Linked DNA regions of Sus scrofa: region 1 is linked to region 2. Evidence: chromatin contacts called from public Hi-C data. All regions are on one chromosome and are shown on one strand. The core of a region is the stretch at or near the end of the contact, and the rest is flanking DNA. Distances in the headings are between cores, read along the strand shown. Region 1 holds the start of ATAD5 (ATPase family AAA domain-containing protein 5). Region 2 holds the start of C12H17orf75 (chromosome 12 open reading frame, human C17orf75).

Region 1 (5,025 bases), core at 307-2,806, 310 kb after region 2:
ATTTGGTGCCCTGAAATAGTACTCTAAGCAGGGCACCAAAAGAAGAAATTGTAACAAAAAGATTCAGAAACTGACCAAACAAAAAGCAAGAATTGCGTAATTCAAGTTATCAAAAATTCTTCACACCCAAGACAAACCCAGCAACTGCCTTGATCCAGCAAACAAGCATCTGCATAACAAATATTAACAAGAAGGCAAAAAGTACTCAATTCTATTTATTTATTTTTGCTTTTTAGGGCCGCACCTACAGCAAATGAAAGTTCCCGGGCCAGAGGTCAAACTGGAGCTGCAGCTGCCAGCCTACACCACAGCCACAGCCATGCCAGATCCTTAACCCACTGAGCAAGGCCAGGAATTGAACCTGCAACCCCATGGACACTAGACAGGTTCATTACCACTGAGCCACAACAGGAACTCCCAAAAGTACTCAATACTAAAAAGTAAGAAACAGTCCCAGTTCAGTGAGTGAACCTATGTCTTGGCTCACTTCAATGACACCAGTATGCATATGTCAGTTACAAGGCTAGCTTGGGATGAAAAGGTGTGAAAATATAGCAAAATTGTCTACTTGATGATACTCCACTACTTTATGACATTAGAATCTCTTTAGTGCATTTCACTGAAACTAGAACACATAAGAATAAACAGCATACCAAGCTGAGACTTCTTCCTGCAGTATCTTAAGTTCTAGAGCAATGAGAAAGTGATTTTTAAATTATGTACCTTGTTTGATTCCTGTAGTGACACACCAAGTGCTATTCCTAGCACAGGTGGGTGGACAAAAAGATTCTTTTCCACGCTAAAGTTCTGTGATTCCTTATCCAGACTTGACCCTGGAAGACTCCATGACATTTCACTAGTCCAAATTATCAAGTTTCAGGAACATTTCAGGATCTATAAACTGGTCCTTAACTAGGCCCCTCAACATCCTCAATCCTAATGTTTATGGGTACCTACCGCGGCTTTAGGACACACTCCAGCGACTGTTCCACCCAAAGACACAACAAAGGGGCCTCACCAGGTCCCTTCTTTCCCCTCATAGATCCTAGATCAGAACCCTCTTTCACCCACCTCCAACAAATAGAGATACTCAAGCTCACCTCAATCTCGTAATCCCTCACCGGAGGGGTGGCAGCTGCAGCCGCCATGGCCAGGACCCCACCATGCTCCCTGCTTCCCGGAATCCCAGCTCCTAGGACCTTACGCAGCCCGGTCCGACCTGTCTGGAGGCCATGGAGGCAGCCTGCTCCAACGGGAGCAAGAAGCTGGGCCGCGGGGTCTGCCTGGAACCCCCCGCGTCCACCGCCCGGGTGGTCGCAAAGGCTGGGCCGAGAGCTCAGCTGACTCGAACGCGGGAAGAGGTGGTGAGAAAGCGCGAAGAGGACCCTGTAGCGCGGTCGGTGGGGGGTACCTCCAACGAGGACACTCCAATTCCGACGTCGGGCCCAGGACCTCGGAGGGAAAACCAGGCCAAACGTAGACCCAACCCGCGGGCTTCCCAGGGAATTCTTGTCAATTGGGTTTTCGCGCCGTCCGGAGCGCAGGGGGCGGAGCTTAGATCGCTTCCGGAGGCTGCGCGGACGGTGAGCCGAGAAGGCCAAAATGGTTCTTAGGCGAAACTGCCGGAGGCGGGATTATTCATTTGGCTCTAAACGTAGCTGGGATCGTTGTTTTCCGCAACCGCTCTGGTCGCTGATGAGTAGCGGTTCGATCCCCCTGTCGGGCGCAATAGGCTAAGGATCTCGCCTGGCCGTAGCTGCAAAATACAGAGTATGTGGGGTACGTCTCAGCTGCGGCTGGGATTCCATCCCTGGCCCCGAAACGTCCATATTCCACCTGTTCGGCTGAAAAACAAGTAAAAGTAACGGAGATTTTGGAGATTCAAACTCCTCACCCCAGTTTCACGGATGAGAATGTGATTTGACTAAAGTCCGTTGGTGGCAGAATTAAAACCCTAGACTTTTGACGACCTAGACTAGTCCCATTTAAGTGTAAATTCGAAAAATACAGGAAAGGGAATAGCTGTTGATTACACTCCTTCCACACGACTTAAAATGTTACTTTGGCAAGCGACCTACCTCGCTACCTACTAGGGGTCCGAGAATTGACCTTTACCCCTAATTGAGCTCAGGAGGCATTTTTTCCCATGGATTTCGTCCTAGCAAGAAGCCAGGAGCCCAAGTTCATGGCCTCAGCTGGCTGGCGTGTGTTCCAGCTGTCGCAGGGTACCTGTAGTTTGCTAGTTTGTAGTGATGATAATCTCATACGTCATTTTCATTGTTTTCATGAATTTGCCTTACTTTGCTTTTTTACATTAAACTTGCAATATACAAGAGTATGTTTATTTTCTTTGAGTCCATAGTTTTATCTGCAGGATATGTAAGGGCTGAAACAAAACAGGTAAATGTACCTATCAAATATTAACGGGAAGCCACCTTGTTAGGTCGGGTTATGCAAACTGATTTTAACTGTTCACATTATTGTCTGTGTGTATGGTTTATGTCTGGACAACATGAAGGGTACAAATTTTTCCGATGAAATAAATGGTAGTTACTTTTCCTTTGAAAATTATTTGCCTTGGATGTGGTTTTTAGGGAGATTGCACTAAATATAAACTCTTTTGTTGTTATGGTTTGTTTTTTTAATAACCCACTGGGTATGGGAACACCAACCACTCAAGGAGGAGGGAGAGGAGAATGAGAAAAAGGAGGAGCAAGAGCAGGGAGGAGGAAAAGGAGGAAAAATCAATTAGAAAATTACAGAAAAAAATCTGAAAGTGTCCTTGATTTCCACCCCAAAACTCAGTCTCTTCACTCTAAAGGTAGCCAATATCACCTATTCCGTGGATACCACTGCAGCCTTTATTAATACTTTTACGAACGTATATGTATCCATAGAAAAGCCTTTCATTTTGTCTTCCTTTACATGAAAGTTAGCAATATAGGGGCGTTCCTGATGGTCTAATGGTTGGGATTAGGTGCTTTTACTGCTTTGGCCCTAGTTCCATCCCTGGTCTGGGAACTAAGATCCCACAGCAAGTCCCTGCACACTACTGGGGGAAAAAAAAAGAGTAACAATGTAAACATCACTTAGCAATTTACTTTTTTTCATTCTTCAGTTTTCCAAAGCTGTCAATCCATGATACATTCAGGCCTGATTCATTCCCTTTCATACCTGAGCATTTGACCCAATGATGCACGTTTTATTTTATAATGATTTTTATTTTTTCCATTATAGCTGGTTTACAGTGTTCCGTCAATTTTCTACTGTACAGCAAGGTGACCCAGTTACACATACAAGCATACATTCTTTTTTCTCACATTATCATGCTCCATAAATGACCAGACATAGTTCCCTATTCAGCAGGATCAACTATGCACATTTTATAGATCCATTTCCTTAGTAAGGACAATTGAAGTTCTATTTTCTGTTATCCATGAGTCAATGAAAATTCTTGTCTCCTTGAACACATGTAATTGCTGGATTATAGGGTATGTCTCTAGTGCTTTTTATTCTTCCAAATAACAGCATTTAAATGTGTTAGGGTCACTGGTGGTCTAGTGGTTAGGGTTTGGCGCTTTCACCCCTGCGACCTGGGTTCCATCCTTGGTCTGGGAGCTGACATCCCATATCAAGCCACTTCATGCTGTGATAAATAAAGCAAAATGTGTTAGGGGAGTTCCCATTGTGGCTCAGCAGGTTAAGAACCTGATTAGTATTCCTGGCCTCCCTCAGTGGGTTGAAGGACCAAGCGTCGCTGCAAGCTGTGGCGTAGGTCTCAGATGCAACTCAGATCTGGGGTTCCTGTGGCTGTGGTATAGGCCTATGGCTACAGATCCAATTCAGCCCCTAGCCTGGAAACATCCATATGCCAAGGGTGCAGCCCTAAAAAAAAACAAAAAACAAAAAAGACTCGGACACAAATGTTCATAGCAGCTTTATTTGTAATAGTAAAAAACTAAGAACAACCCATCAAGGGATAAATTAATAAACACATTGTGATATATCCATACCGTAGAATACTGCTACTCAGCAGTAAAAATGATGTATTACTACACAAAATGACATGGATGCACCTCAGAATCCCTCTGCTGAGTAAAAGAAGCCAGATGGAAAAAGAGTACAGGGAGTTCCCGTGGTGGCGCAGCAGAAAGGAATCTGACTCGAATCCATGAGGATGCAGGTTCGATCCCTGGCTTCACTCAGTGGGTCTGGGATCTGGCATTGCCATGAGCTGTGGTGTAGGTCAGAGACTAGGCTTGGATCCCGAGGTGCTGTTGCTGTGGCTGCAGCATAGGCCAGCAAATATACCTCCAATCGGACCCCTAGTCTGGGAACGTCCATATGCCAAAGGTGCAGACCTAAAAAGAAAAAGAAAAAAAAAAGAGTACATATTGTATGATTCCATTGATTTAAAAATTTGAGACAATGCATATTTATCTCTAAGGACAGGAAGCAGATGGTTCTTGTTTGGATTCTGGGGTTGAAGAAGAGATGGATTATCAAGCAATGGATTATATGAAACTTTGGGCAATGATGGAAATACTTGCTATCTTGGTTATGACGATGGTCATGAAAAAGTTCATCACATTGGCTACTCTAATACATGCAGTTTATTGCAAATCAGTTCTACTCAATGAAGTTGTTTAAAAAATTGTTAAAGCCAGAGGTCCCGTCGTGGCGCAGTGGTTAATGAATCCGACTAGGAACCATGAGGTTGCGGTTCGATCCCTGCCCTTGCTCAGTGGGTTAAGGATCTGGCGTTGCCGTGAGCTGGCGTGTAGGTTGCAGAAGCTGCTCGGATCCCGCATTGCTGTGGCTCTGGCGTAGGCTGGTGGCTACAGCTCCAATTAAACCCCTAGCCTGGGAACTTCATATGCTGCAGGAGTGGCCCTAGAAAAGGCAAATAGACAAAAAAAAAAAAATTGTTACAGCTGATCTTTGATGATTTCTAGCATCATTGGGGCTCATTAGTGGGATCTGCGGTAGGATGATCAGGAGATTTTCATGGGGGAATTTCCTGAT
Region 2 (4,893 bases), core at 273-2,772:
GCCTTGCTCAGTGGGTAAGGATCCAGCATTGCCATGAGCTGTGGTGTAGGTTGCAGACGAGGCTTGGATGCAGCATTGCTGTGGCTGTGGTGTAGCCTGGCAGCTGTAGCTCTGATTCCATCCTTCGTCTGGGAACCTCCATATGCTGCAGATGGGGCCCTAAAAAAAAAGGAAAAAAAAGAAGAGAGAGAGAGAATGACAGCTTCCTTACACACCCCAACACAGAGTGTTGTCAAACTCTTTTTTTTTTTTTTTTTTTTATTTTAGGGCCGCACTTGTGGCATATGGGAATTCCCAGGCTCTTTTTTTTTTTTTTTATTTTAGGGCCGCACTTGTGGCATATGGGAATTCCCAGGCTAGAAGTCAAATTGGAGCTGCAGCTGCTGGTCTACACCACAGCCACAGCACCGCTGGAACAGAGCCCTATTCAGCTCACTAGCAAAGCTGGATCCTTAATCCACTAAGCAAGGCCGGGGATCGAGCCTGCATCCTCATGGATCCTAGTCAGGTTCATTACTGCTGAGCCATGACCAGAACTCCCAAATTTTTAAATTTCTGATAATCTGCTAGTGAAAGTAGTACAGTAAGTTTAATATGAAATTTATGTATTCTTCATTTTAATTTCTTCTATGAACTTCCCATTGTCTGTTTTATTTATTGACAAATGATAGCCCTTCACTTACTATATATATTGCAAATATTTTCCCCAGTTTGTTTTGACTTTGGGCCACACAGAAGATTTTAGGTTTTACTAGTCAGATCTATTACTCTTTTTTCTTTTTTTTTTTTCTTGTCTTTTTGCCATTTCTTGGGCTGCTCCCACAGCATATGGAGGTTCCCAGACTAGGGTCGAATAGGAGCTGTTTCTGACGGCCTGCACCAGAGCACAGCAATGCCAGATCCGAGCCGCGTCTGCAACCTACACCACAGGTCACGGCAACGCCAGATCCTTAACCCACTGAGCCAAGGCCAGGGATTGAACTCGAAACCTCATGGTTCCTAGTCGGCTTCGTTAACCACTCCGCCACAACAGGAGCTCCTATTACTCTTTTTCTATAGGTCTTCTAAGTGTTTCGTTCTGTTTAGAAAAGCCTTCTTCAATGGTTTTTTTGTTTTTTTGTTTTTTAAGTCTCCCATATTTTCACCTTTTGGGGAGGGTTTAGAATTCAAATTCTTAAATCTTTGGTCAAACTGGTGTAGTGCTTTGTGTTCCCGCGTTGGGAAGGAGAAGGAGGAGCAGCCACGCTCTAAAAGGCTAGCAAGTTGTACCACCTTCATCACACACTGTCTCCTAGACGTCTGAAACCATACGCAGAGGAGAAAAAGGAATTAAGAGAGAAGTGGCAGAGGTCTTATCGTAGAGGTAATTCAGCACCCCGCCCGGCGCCGGCCCCCCCAGGGAGAACAGCCTAGCCGACCAGCTTCCCGGCCTGAGAACACGGGAAAACGGCGGAACGCAGATGCGCAAGGGCGGGGACCCGGCCGAGCCCGGCCACCGAGAACTGTACGGCAGCGGGGGAGCGATTTGGCGGGGACACAGGGCCGCTCTGAGGCCGCCGCGATGCTCCCCTCGTTGCAGGAATCGCTGGATGGGGATGAAAAGGAGCTAGAGAGCAGCGAGGAGGGTGGCTCCGCTGAGGAGCGGAGGCTGGAACCGCCGCCCAGCAGCCACTACTGTCTCTACAGCTACCGCGGAAGCAGGTGCAGCGCCCGGCCGCCTCTGTGGCCCCGCCCCGGCCCAGCCGCTCACCCCCGGGTCCCGCAGGCTGGCGGCTCCCAAACGCCGTCTTCTCCCCTCCCAGCCGAGGTCTCTGGCCCTCAGGGCCCTTCTCGGCTCAAGCCGTACTTCCTGGCCTGGACTTTTGTGCTGGCCCTCCCGTGCCTCTGCCCAGTCCTTGTCATCTCAGCCCCTTCCTGTCGCCCCTGCCTTTTGTTTAGCGCAGTACCTCGCACGCTCAATAATGTTAATTTCCATCCCATGTCCTTCCTGTCATTGTCTCCCCCTTTCATCCCCACCCCCCACATCCTTGTCCCCACCTCCACCTTCTGGTGACCCTCTGTTTTTGCTGCCGAGCAGACTTCCTGGGGTTCTTTTGGCCCTGTAAATTCTGTGTTAAGAGGACATTTCCTTGACTCTTCGGGATATTTAATTTAATTTCCCCCACCCCCTAGGTGGCCTGGAGAGAGAAAGGGCTCTTGTCAGCGCTATTTTATGGCTTTTCTCTATCAGTGAGGATAGGCAGTGGAGGATTCGCGGACTTCAACCTTGCGGCTTTTTAGTTGACTTTTTGCCCCTACCCTACTTGCGAGCGCCTCCCCCACCACACACCTACTTCCCTTGAGTTAGAACCCGTAGCTGATAGCTGAATTGCTTTTGTGGCTTGCAGATTGGCACAGCAGCAAGCCGACAGTGATGATGGAAGTCCGAGTGGCACAAATACAGAAACTCCCTCTGGTGATGATTTCAGGTAAAAACAGCTTGGCGGTGACCCGTGTATGTGCTTTTATCTTAAGGGCATCTATCTATCTTATGGATGTCAGGGGGTGCCCTATCTGCTCAGCTTTCCCTGAGTCAAACCATCAAGCCCACTGATCCCCTAGGATCCTCATCTTGATTTCCTTGTTAGTTCACTGATTCAAGGCTGGGGCAGATTCAAATACTGTTAGTGTCTCTCATGATTAGCCAGACGGTTATTCTGAACTTCTTGATTGGAACTCCGGTAAATATTCAATATTATATGGGTATCAAGAAACTTGAGGAGTTCCCATCGTGGCTCAGTGGTTAACGAATCCAACTAGGAACCATGAGGTTGCAGGTTCGATTCCTGGCCTTGCTCATTGGGTTAAGGATCCAGTGTTGCCCTGAGCTGTGGTGTAGGTCGCAGACACAGCTCGGATCCTGCATTGCTGTGGCTCTGGCGTAGGCCAGTGGCTACAGCTCTAATTCCACCCCTAGCCTGGGATCTCCATATGCTGCGGGAGCAGCCCAAGAAATAGCAAAAAGACCAAAACAAAACAAAACAAGAAACTTTAGAAAAAAGAAAAGAAAAAAGAAAGAAAGGAGTTCCTGTCATGGCTAAGTGGTTAACGAATCCAAATAGGAACCGTGAGGTTGCAGGTTCGATCCCTGGCCTTGCTCAGTGGGTTGTGGTGTAGGTTGAAGACATGGCTCAGATCCCGCATTGCTGTGTCTGTGGTGTAGGTCAGCGGCTACAGTTCCGATTGGACCCCTAGTCTGGGAACCTCCATTGCCGCGGGAGCGGCCCAAGAAATGGCAAAAGACAAAAAAAAAAAAAAAAAGAAACTTTAGGAGTTTCTGTCATGGCTCAGTGGTAACAGCTGGACTAGTATCCACAGGCTTCCATCCCTGGTCTTGCTCAGTGGGTTAAGGATCCAGCATTGTGGTGAACTGTGGTGTAGGTGCAGAGACTTGCTTCAGATACTGTGTTGCTGTGGCTGTGGTGTAGGTGGGCAGGGCAGATGTAGCTCCAATTCGACTCCTAGCCTGGGAACTTCCATATGCTGGGGGTGCAACCGTAAAAAGACAAAAAAAAAAAAAAAAAAAAAAAAAAAAGAAAAAGAAAAAAGAAGAAAACTTTAAATTCTCCCTTTTCACCTGTTGAATACCCTTTCATAGCTCCACTATTGCCCTAAAATGTAAACTCCAAGTCAGCAGGATTGCTATCTTTGTTCATTGATGTCTCCCTACCTTGTACCTTGAGTGGTGCCTGGCACAGGGTAGACATTTAATGTATATTTATCAAATGAATGAATGAACCTCAACACTTTGTGCAAAGTAGGGTATTCCCTGACTGGATGATGGATGATTTAAGGAATTTTCCAGGTGTTGCAATAAGGTAAGATTGGCCATAAGCTGCTAATTGTCAAAACTGGGTGCTAGGTCCATGTGGGTTCATTATATTATTCTCTCTACTGTTTATATGTTTGAAATTTTCTATAAAGTGAAATCAAAGACACAAAAAGTGTTGGATTTAAATTTTCTATTGGGAAATGGTGACAGAAAATCTTTTCTCCCTGCATATTCAAATTATAGTTTCTATTTATTTTATTTTTTTGGTCTTGTTTTTTAGGGCTGCACCCACAGCATATGGAGGTTCCCAGGCTAGGGGTCGAATTGGAGCTGCAGCCGCCGGCCTACACCACAGCCACAACCACAGCAACACCAGATCTGAGCCGAGTCTGCGACCTACACCGCAGCTCATGGCTATGCTGGATCCTTTAACTCCCTGAGCAAGGCCAGGAATTGAACCTGTAGAAAGAACTAGTCGGGTTCTTAACCTGCTGAACAACAACAGGAACTCCTATAGTTTCTGTTTCAGTTCAGTCTCGATAAACTGAAATGCTTATTTTTGGTTCAATAATGATCACTAAGCTGATGTGTTTATTCATGCGTCATAGGTGGTCAGAGCATTGAGGAGAGAAGAGGAGGCGTGACACCACGATCCGGGAGAGTAGAAGAGTGAGGGAACCAGGAAATGCAGTGATAGCTGGGCAGCAGTAAGGGCCCCTTTGAGGCTGCTGGTCATTCATTTAAAATGAGACTAGACACTTGGATGTGGGTTTTTGTCCAACCACGTTCAACTACAGAGGTGCGGGTGGAGAGCAGGTAGGGAGCTGGATTAACCAGGGCTGAGGTTTTGCTAAACAAATACAAGAAGGTGAAAAGAAAGGAGTTGAATGAGAGTGTGTGCAGGGGTGTGATTTTAGCAGCTGACCCTGGAATTTAAGCTGGGTGAGGAGGAGGGAGGTAAGGATGAGGACAGGATTGTGAAAAAGAGGCCAGTGGATTGAGGTCCCAGTGGAGACATAACACTAGCGAGAACGACTTGGAAATATAGGCCTGTTTTAAAGGATGAAGTCGCTCACACTTGG

The links. Hi-C and Micro-C count contacts between places; a contact is called where the count stands out from the background.
Region 1: a contact with region 2 is called in a Hi-C map of heart right ventricle, with 4 times the contacts expected there. The contact joins the promoter of ATAD5 here to the promoter of C12H17orf75 in region 2. A contact is called at or near these places in 1 of 5 promoter capture datasets (fetal liver) and 1 of 47 Hi-C or Micro-C datasets (heart right ventricle).

Annotation. Positions count from the first base shown.
Region 1 is chr12:42,918,882-42,923,906 of Sscrofa11.1, forward strand. It overlaps ATAD5 (ATPase family AAA domain-containing protein 5), which reads right to left and starts at 1,557. Exons shown (of 23, transcript XM_021067456.1): 1 at 1,101-1,557. The coding sequence starts at 1,148.
Region 2 is chr12:42,610,466-42,615,358 of Sscrofa11.1, forward strand. C12H17orf75 (chromosome 12 open reading frame, human C17orf75) reads left to right here and starts at 1,523. Exons shown (of 10, transcript NM_001195120.1): 1 at 1,523-1,701; 2 at 2,388-2,468. The coding sequence starts at 1,562.